Regions from separate parts of the Hordeum vulgare genome. Here region 1 is linked to region 2. Evidence: chromatin contacts called from public Hi-C data. All regions are on one chromosome and are shown on one strand. The core of a region is the stretch at or near the end of the contact, and the rest is flanking DNA. Distances in the headings are between cores, read along the strand shown.

Region 1 (5,152 bases), core at 758-3,257, 580 kb before region 2:
GAAAATGGTCTGTAACAAGCTCCTACGGCGCCGAATAGGGAATGCCCGAATACTCACAATAGGCGGTAAAACAAATCTTATTAGTTTATATTGTTGATTAGGAATAGCTAAAAGAGTAGCAAAGCCTAGGTACGTTGATTAATTATATGATGGCAGGTCTCAGCGTGGAGGCTAAGAAAAGACGTAGGGTTTGAGAAACAACGAGAACTAGAGATCCTCTTAGACCCCTCACCTTCGGCTGCCATCTTAGCGCTGAGAGACGCGGGGACCTTGGACCTGGGAGTTATGTGATTTTCATCAGCATCTTTATAGGCTTTTGCGAATAAAATTTCTGTCTCTACTAAGGTATTGTTATAAGAGAGATTTGTGTCATCCGTTTAATCAAATATAATAAGTTTACGTTGGTGTGTCGTATCGCTTTTGTTGATTTAACTCTGCAACGTTGAAAGTTAGTTTGACGCCACATTGAAGATATTGTGATTTGGTGACATACACTCCGAGGAAATATCCTCGGACTAAGTAAGTACTTATATCGATCTTGGATTCCCATCTATTTGGATGGGCGACTCTTGGATTTTTATGGAACCTTTATTGTTGATTAAGTTCGTGCGGTGGAGGGATGACTATGTCGCAGCTCGAATCCAATTGTATTCTCTTTACTTAAGTCTCATAAGTATTATTCTTGCAAAGATTGATGCCACTAAGAAGACGTCTTCAAGAACCTTTTTATTGTAATTCCAAGATGTAAGTGTTATTACTTAAGTCTTATAATTTTTTGGATCCTGGATCAAAAGCATTGTACCTGTAATAGTACAAGTACGAATAAGCTAAAATGTGCATCTAAAAAAAGGCTAAAGGAATAGCAGTTTTGTGTATGTGTCCGCTAGAAATTAAAGTCTTATGTGTTCAATTTATGTGGCAATTATGAAAAAACTATAACTTGTGATATTGTGGTGCTTTTGGTCTTTTTTGTTTCTTTTTATCTTGCATTTTCCCCAATTATTTTATATTTTCACTATAAAAAACACGACCTTTAAAAAATTGTACGAGCACTTTTAAAAATTACATTAACATTTTTAAAATGTTCGAAACCTTTTGAGCTACATTATCCTTTTTGGAAATAAACATTTTTAAAATGCACGTTGAATAATATTTTAACTTGGGAGAACTTATATCAAGAAAATACATTTTATATAAACATCATAAGTTGTTTTTTAACACAGTACGATTTTCTTCTAGTTACACTATGATTATAATTGAAGTACAAGAAGAACATCTTTAAATATAATATGGACGTTCTTTAATAGGGGCAAATATACTTTTAGAGTACACCGAACCATTTTGAAAACTGAAGAAATCTGAAAAAAGAGCAATGAAGATTTTTGAATAGATGATCAACTTGTTTTATTACATGACGAACATTTTTTAGACAGGCGATGAATGATTTGTTTATAATATATGATGAATATTTATTATATGCGTGATGAACATTTTCGTGAACTACACGTTGGACTTTTTTGAAAACGCGATGAAAAGTTTGTATTACATGATGAAGATTTTTGTAAACTACATGTTGGAATTTTTAAATGCATGATGAATATTTTATATTATATGATGAGTTTTTTTTAAAGTGCAAGATTTCCATTTTTGAACACGAGATAACACCTTGTAAATATATGATTAACATTTGTTAATGCACGATGACCTTTATTTAGAACAGAAATAAATATTATTAGAATAAAATTCAGTCGCTGGTCTAACTTTATTTAGTACACAATAAATATTATTAGAATGTGATATTATTAGAATAAAATAAGAATATAGCAGAATCCTCCTAGAATAAAAGGGCACAACGCCTGGAAAAGAAATAAAAACCGGTTTGTTGGACCAGCTCTCTTATAGCCGGTTAGGAGTATTCTGTTTCAAGGGCGCAACATAGTCTCACCTGACGCGAGGTGAGATGCTCAAATAAAAAAAAACCCGACGCAAGGTGGAAAAAACCCGGACCTCCTATGTGACGCTCGCTGCGTCCAACAGCAGCGAGCCGCACAGGGGCGAACGAACCCGGACAGGCCCATTAACCTGTATCGTGTAGCCGTGTCCAATGGTGATCCGGGTCGACCCGTTAACAAGTTCCAGCGCTTGCGGTTTTGGGAATTTTCTAGATTTTCCTATCTAGTTTTTCAGGTTTTGGGATTGTTCTAAAAGGTTCTTTGAACCGGTTTCTCCATTTCTTTTTGGTTTCGGAATTTTACTTTACTTTTTTTCATGTTTCGGAACATTTTCTAAATTATGGAAAAAAAATCAATTTCTAGAATATTTTTTGAAATTCTGAAACATTTTTTAATATTTCATAACATTTCTTCAAATTCCGTAATAGTTTTCCAAATTCTGGAATATTTTTTCAAATTCCGTAATAGTTTTTCAAATTCCGTAATAGTTTTTCAAATTCCGTAATAGTTTTTCTAATTCCGTAATAGTTTTCCAAATTCCGTAATATTTCATAACTTTGTTTAAATTATGGAACATTTTTTCAAATTCTTAAAGTTTTTTAAATTTCCAGGTCATTTTCGAAATTTCCGGAACATTTTTTTAAAATTCCGGAACATTTTCTTAAATTGCAGAACATTTTTTCAAATTCCGTAATAGTTTTTCAAATTCTGGAACACTTTTTCAAATTCTGTAACATTATATCAAATTCCAGATTTTTTTTAAAACTCCAGAACATTTCTTAGAAATTCAGAAGTTTTTTTCAAAATCTAGAGCATTTTTGAAACAGAAACAGAAAAGAATAAAAAAATAAAACAAAAAAAACGGCTTAGGAAACCTTCTAGAAGTTTCCTAAAACCGGGAAAAACCGACTAGAAACCTCAAGGTTCCAAAACCGGGATCAGTGAAAGCGTTAACAGACCGGCCCAAACCCCCATCGTTCGCTAGCAGCTCCTGTGTGAAGCATCAACAATCTGCCGCAAAATGCAGCAGATAGGATTTTTCGAAAGAAACCCGAGAGCAACTAATTGAGAAGTACTCTCTCATAAGCCTTCCAGCGATCACTCCCACGCGTGATCAGTTGGGGCATTCTCAGCCGACACCACGTGTCGTATTTTGAGCGTTTTCTTCGCGGTTTATTTCGAACGTGTTTTCGGTTTTTTAGATTATTTTTGTTCTTTTTTTCGTGTTTTCGGTTTTTTAGATTATTTTTGTTCTTTTTTTGGTGTTTCGGTTTTATACCGGTCTTTCCTAGTTTTTTGACCTTTTTTAAGTTCTTATGTTGCATGCTAAAAAATGTTTTTTGAACTGGGAGGTACGATTTTGCTTCCGCGAGAAGCATAATTTCTCTTTCGCGAGAGCCATGGCCGTGCCTCTTGAAAAAAAAATGTTTCTGTTTTTTCTTTCACGAGAGGCACAGGTTTGCTTCCGCGAGAGTCACGTTCTTGCCTTCACGAGAGGCACGATTGAGCCTCCCAGAAAAGAAAAAAAAACACGTTTTTCTGGGGTTTTCTTCGTAAGAGGCACGATTTTAATTACGCGAGAAGCACGATTTTACCCCGCGAAAGGCACAACCGTTCCTCTGGAAAAGAAAAATAAATGTTTTTTTATGAGAGGCACGGTTTTTTTTTCCGTGAGAGACACGTTTTTGCTTCCGCGAGTGCCATGATTTTGCCATCCCAAGAGGCACGAAAAAATGCATGTTTTTTTCATCCGTTTTTTTCGTAAAAAAAGTTTATCGAAATCTATCAACATGGGATCTAGCTTTGAAGATCACGATGCGAGAAACCGAACTGTGAAAAAGGTTCAAGAGTTAGATGCACGATTTAGGATATAAAATATTTTAAAAATACGAATCTATGAAAAAAGAAAAAACTCTCAGGTTACGACAAATGATACGTATGTAGTACGTCACGTGTCACTACGTGGAAAGATGAGAGTGATCTTTAAAAGGTGTATTGCTCAATTAGTGAATTAGAAAAACCATCCTCACACAACGCGGTGTTTAGAGGCCAGGTGTGCCGTAAGAGCATCTCCAACAGGCGCCAAACGCGCCGCACGCAAAAAACTGGTTTGCCGCGCGCCCATCGCCTGGATTGGCGCGGCGCGCAGTGCTGGCTTCAGCAGCTGCGCTAAAATGCAGCGCGCGCGCTCACAACATTTTTTTATTTTAGATAAATCGGAAGCATAGATAAATAAAAACTAGATAGATTGCATAAATAAAAAATGATACAAAGGTATTTTACATCGGTGCAACTAGATAGATAGTTCGAAAGCATAGATAAAACTACGGTGCAACTAGATAGAAACTACTCCTAGTCGCTACCATCATCACCATCATCATCCTCGTCGGTGTCGTCCGAGGTTGAGAGCCATATGTCCAACCAACGATCATTGTTTTCCGTGAAGAACGACCTCCCGCCTGCTCCAACGATATCCGCCTGCGCATTCGCCAATGCCTCATGTGAATTTGGTATTCGTTCGGTATTTTGATGTGTTGTATGTTGTTTTTCCTCTAGTGGTGTTATGTGAACGTCGACTACATAACACTTCACCATTATTTGGGCCTAGAGGAAGGCATTGGGAAGTAGTAAGTAGATGATGGGTTGCTAGAGTGACAAAAGCTTAAACCCTAGTTTATGCGTTGCTTCGTAAGGGACTGATTTGGATCCACTAGTTTAATGTTATGACTAGACTTTGTCTTAATTCTTCTTTCGTAGTTGCGGATGCTTGCGAGAGTGGTTAATCATAAGTGGGATGCTTGTCCAAGTAAGGGCAGTACCCAAACGCCGGTCCACCCACATATCAAACTATCAAAATAACGAACGCGAATCATATGAACATGATGAAACTAGCATGACAGAAATTCCCGTGTGTCCTCATGAACGTTTTTCCTCCTATAAGACTTTGTCCAGGCTTGTCCCTTGCTACAAAAGGGATTGGGCCACTTTGCTGCACCGTTGCTACTTTTGTTACTTGTTGCTTGCTACGAATCATCTCACCCCACAATCACTTGTTACCGACAATTTCAGTGCTTGCAGATTTTTTCTTGCTGAAAACCACTTGTCAGATCCTTGTGCTCCTCGTTGGGTTCGACACTCTTACTTATCGAAAGGACTACGATTGATCCCTATACTTGTGGGTCATCAATCATCTATTTAAA
Region 2 (5,489 bases), core at 779-3,278:
ATTATACGAACCAAACAGTTTTTGAATATTTGAACATATTATGAAATAGTGAAAAAATTACAAATTCTGAACACTATCTTAAAACGCAAGTATAATTTAAGAACCCGGATTTTTCTTTGGAAACGGTGAATATTTTTCAAAATTCTGAACATTTTTTAAAACGCAAACAAAAGTTGGTAGTCCTGATTGTTTTTGAAAAAATGATTTTTTTTTCAAAATTGTGAACTTTGTGTAAAAAAAGAAGAAAAACTAAAATTCCCAAACATTTTATGAAAAAATAAGAATTCCCAAATCATGTATATCTTTTAAAATTACGAAAAGAATTTGAAATTCCCGAAAATTTTCTTAATGTAAGGGAACAAAATTTGAAATTCCCACAAATTTTTTGAATATAAGTGAACAAATTTTGGACAATTCTTCAAAACATGATTTTTTAAAATTCCTGAACATTATAATCGAAGGGAACAAAATTTGGTAATTTAAAAAAATTATGAAATATATAAACAAAATTTGAATTTCCCAAACTTTTTTTGAATATAAGGGAACATATTGCGACTATTTGAACAGATTTTGAAAACCTGACCAAAATTTAACATCCCCGAACATTTTTTGAATAGAAGGGAGCAAAAATTTAAAATTTAAACAATTTTTTAAATATGGACAAAATTGAAATTTCGGAATATTTTTTGAACAGAAGGAAATATAATTTGAAATTCTGAGCATTTACAAAAATTATTTCCAAAAATTGAAAAAAAACAAAAAAGGTATCCAGAAAAGAAATAGTTAATAAAATACAGAAAAAAGAAAATCGTAAATAAAAGTAAAAAATTATAAAAATACAAAATTGAAGAAAACAATAGAAGAAACAGCAGGAAAAAAGAAAAAGTAAAAGAAAAAAATATACCTTAACCTGTTGGTAACATTCTAGAAAGTTTTCAAAACAAGGATTAGTGAAATGTGCAACGGGCCGACCGATTTAGTGGCTGGCGTAGCTCGGTCTGTGTGTTTGCATGACAATTCGTCGCAGAGAACGGTTTTTTCATGGCGAGGGGTCCCCATTGACTAGTTGCTCTCCCTATTCAGTAACCTCTGTAGGGGGACGAGCAAACACGCTCCTATCCGCACACTGGGTTGGCCCATTGCGGTGTCTTTGTTTTTATTACATTTTGTTTGCTTTTTATTTGTGTTTTTAGAAAAGTTTTCATTTCTTAAAAATGTTTGTGTATTTTCATGTTGACAACTTTGTGTTATTTCGATTTTCTATTTTGAAAATATAAATGTTAAAAAATGTTTGTGATATGAGAAAATATTCATGATATGAAAACATGTTTGAGAATTTGCAAAACAATATTTACGAATTAAAGATATGTTCATCAATTTCAGTAAATGTTTACGAATTCACAAAATGTTCCAAATTCAAACAATGTTATATATTTTTAAAGGTTCGGGCATTTAGAATAATTTACATGAATTTAAAACATGTTTGTTAGTGCAAAACATATTCAGGACTTCCAAAAATATTTATGAAGTCAAAATAAATGTTTAGTAATTCAAAAACAATTCACTGACATAAAAACTGTTCGCATGGTTAAAAAATGTTCAAAAATTTCAAAAAAAATCAGTATTTTCTAAATAATATTAGGAAATCTAAAAATATTCCGGAAGTTCAGAAAATGTTTACCTATTTTTTTAAATGTCATGAATTTCATTTTTATCGCTGTTTTCTAATAAAAAAATCAGAAGTTGCGAAAAGTTTTCGCGAATACAAAAATTGCTACCGATTTTCAAAAATGTACGTGATTTCAAGTATTTTTTGAAAATATAAATTTTAGAAAAAACATGTGAATATGAATAAGGAAAATATATAAAAAATAAAAAGTAAAGAATTATAAACAGAAGAAGAACCAAAGATAAAACTGATTCACGAAAGGTTCTAAAATGTATGGAAAACTGGTGTGGGAAAACTCAAATGGGCCAAGCCAAACAGAGGACGGGGCACGGGTGGGGGAAGGGTGGTTACATATTCTCCGCATAGGCGGGGAATAGGATGCACGTTCCAACTCGCCGTAATTGAGATACAATGGTACGGGCTTCGAAACCTTTAATTAAGAAGTATTGTTTTTAAAGATCATTTTCATCTTATCAGGTTATGAGAAATGGCACACTGCATATATACCACTTGTTGAAATCTAGGAGTTTTTTTTCGTAAATTCATCTTTGATATCTCTTAAACAATGCGTCCAAATCTCAAACCATTTTTATCGTGGGGTTCCTTGCGTCGAGATCTTCAAAACTAAATCACATATTGATAGGTGTTGGTGATTTTTTTTATAAAATAAACTGGGTGGAAAAACCAGAAAAGACGTTTTTTTCCGTTTTCTGAAGACAAAATCGTGCCTCTCATGAAAATAATAATAAAAAATGCATTTGTTTCCGAGTGCCTCTCGTGAACAAAAAACCGAGTTTTCTTTCGTTTCCGAGTGCCTCTCGTGACAGAAAAACCGTCTCTCTCACGAAAAAAAATGTTTTTTCGTTTTCAAGAGGCACGGCCGCGAAAGCAAAACTGTGCCTCTCGTAAGAAAAAAACAGAAAAAGCGTGATTTTTCATTTCCTAGAGGCACGGTCGTGCCTCTCCCGAAAGCAAACCGTGCCTCTCGTTTAAAACAAATAGAAACCACATTTTTTATAATTTTTTTTAAAAAAATCGTGCCTCTCACGAAAGCAAAATCATATCTCTTGTAGAAACAAGAAAAAACAAAGTTTTTGAAATAAAAAAGTACGTCAAAAAGCTAAGGAAGACCGGTGAAAAAACAAAACACCAAAAATATCAAAAAACCCAATCTAAAAGACCGAAAATGCATGTGAAAAAACCTCCCAGAGAAAACGCTCAAACTGCCACACATGACGGCGGCTGAGAACATGCAAAATAACGATGCATGAGAACAATGATTGAAAGGCTACCAAAGGAGTGCTGCCTAACTAGTTACTCCTACGGGCTTTTTCTTTAGTCACTCGCAATTTAGTGGGCCACCAGGTCAGGTGGCCCTTGGGAAGGAGGGGCTGCTTTGGGTCAGAAATTCAGATTACACGCGAGTGCTCTGCACTACATTTTTTGTATCCCCTCTGTTGTTTTCATCCGTATCTATTTTTTTCTTATGATTACATCCTTTAAATAAACTTGTTTCTTTCATGATTTATTTTTTTGCATGGAAGAATTATGTATCTTCTCTCAAGGGTAACAAAAAAACTGTTGGCTTAGTTCGACATGGCTCCTTCTTCTTCTTCTCTTTCTGCTTGTCCTCCTCCTCCTCCTCGTCCTCGTCCTCATCCTCCACCTCCTCCTTCTTCTTCTTCCTCTAATAAAGCAATTTAGTTACTAATTATGCATATGTACATTACATCATCCGTCATAAAAATAAAAAGAGGAAGAGCTCGCGAGCAAATATCAGTAGACCATCAGTAGCAGCAATAACAGTTCATGGATAACATAATCGGGGCAAAGAAATTCAAGATGCCACATGCCGTACCAACCAAAACCAAAACCCCAAAATGATGGCAAATTGCTCACCACATCTTCGTAGCACAGTGCTTGTCTGATTTGTCTAGGTGGCTACCGAATTATTGCACCCTGTCCACGTCGACGTTCCAAACACAACTTTTTGCCTCAAGAAACACATGCAGTCAAGCAATCCAGAGTCCAGGCCGTGCATCCTGCCAAAATATCAGAGCCAGCTAGATACAGGAAAACCATTTCTCATTCTTTGCTCGATGGATTGATGATGGCGATGCCGTGGGTGAGGTTGTTGGAGAAAACTAGACAGTGATTAGGATTGAGATCGAGAGAGAATCGACAATCAATGTAAAATGAATTCATAGTCTTTATTGATAGTTTTGGATCCTTTATACTCCCTCCGTCCCAAAATAAATGACTCAAAAGTGACTTAATTTTGTATTGAAGTTAGTACAAATCTAAGTCATTTTTGAATCACTTATTTTAGGACGGAGGGAGTGTGTAATATTATAAACCCCTTCAAAGGAGACGACGATTTCAAGAAGCTACGGTCCAGGAAAACACCGTTGTGACGGTTCCCACATCGTGTAGTTACACGCACGATGAGAGTGGGGATTATCCCCTAATGAATGTTGTGTTAATTATTCTTAACACTTCCTCTAATCATTGTTTGAATGCGTTAAGATCCATTTTCTTGATTAAATTCTCCTTGAAAAACCATGTGGGGAAAAATGTAAGGAGATAGGTATTTCATATGTTGCTAAAACTTTTTTAAACCGGGTGGAAAAAATTAAAAAAAATGATGCAACATATAATGGTTATTGTCTCTTTTAACTCAATATGAAAAAATTCATAGAGTTTAAATGACAATAAATATGTCGTATATACTTTCCTGAAAACCTCGGTGAGGAAAACTAAAAGTATGACATATGATTTCATGTTGATATTATCTCATTAAAAACCTATATGAAAACCTGTATAGTAAACTCATAAAGGAAAAAGGAATATAATATGATGCATTGAACATGAACAATTCAGGAAGATACTCCTCCCGATTCTTGCAGATTCTGAAGCCGTAACATATACCAATTCCATGAACATTTTCAAGAATGTAAAAGTTGGTAGAGACTTCGTGAACAAACCAGTCATATGATTTGACTTCCAAGATATGTAATATAGCGATATTGCTTTTGAGTAACATGTTTGCATGCGCACAACACAAGCAACATTATCTTTGAGATAATTGTTGGTGGTTGTAGCCATAAGGTCTGTTTCGAAGACTCTCATGAGATGGCTACCACACCTAGTATGAACACAAACCGTGTCTACGATCTGACATAGTGGGGATCTTATTGATGTATCCAATAATATTGTATTCAAATTTCTCTGAAATTGAAAGATTAGGACAAAATGTTTGATGTATTGAAGATATCGAAAGATATTCTTGACTCCCAACCAATTGTGTTTGGTGGATCCAATGCATGAATTGTGATATGGAACTTTATGTTCCAACATCATATTTCCATCTCCTCATGGTCTAAATGAATCATTCTCTACATGTAGAGAATGAACTACCATGGAATTATGGATGGATAAGACTTGTCCAAAATCAATTTGTCCAATATAATATGGATATAGACAACATGATGTACCATAATGCATGAGTAAAAGGCGCTTCAGGTTTTACCCAAATCCTTCATCTCAAATTCCATCATTTAGATGATCACACGATTCGTCATTGCAGGAGTGATTCTTGTATATGACGAGTATGCATGGATAATCATCATTGTAGAAGCAATCCTTGCATGTAAGGAACTCACTACGTCGCTTGTACCAAATGTACCGATAATAATAAGCCATATGGTGACTTATTGATTTTACACAATGTATGATGTGTTTTGCATTTCGATTCAGAAGTGAGATTCCACGGGGAATCATCTATATCTAAATCTAGTGATCCACATGGATATGTAATCAC

The links. A called contact is a pair of places that touch in the nucleus more often than the background predicts.
Region 1: a Hi-C map of leaf shows a contact between it and region 2, with 4 times the contacts expected there. The contact joins two enhancer-like sites. A contact is called at or near these places in 2 of 6 Hi-C or Micro-C datasets (leaf and seedling).

Annotation. Positions count from the first base shown.
Region 1 is chr7H:191,661,141-191,666,292 of MorexV3_pseudomolecules_assembly, reverse strand. No RefSeq gene overlaps it. Among protein-coding and RNA genes, the nearest start is that of LOC123408602, 24 kb to the left of the region's middle. Within about 2 kb of position 2,007, at least 3 of the 3 cell types and tissues checked have open chromatin away from gene starts, as enhancers often do. A contact at or near this core is called in leaf and seedling, where this site is marked.
Region 2 is chr7H:191,077,815-191,083,303 of MorexV3_pseudomolecules_assembly, reverse strand. No RefSeq gene overlaps it. Among protein-coding and RNA genes, the nearest start is that of LOC123408957, 140 kb to the right of the region's middle. Within about 2 kb of position 2,028, at least 3 of the 3 cell types and tissues checked have open chromatin away from gene starts, as enhancers often do. A contact at or near this core is called in leaf and seedling, where this site is marked.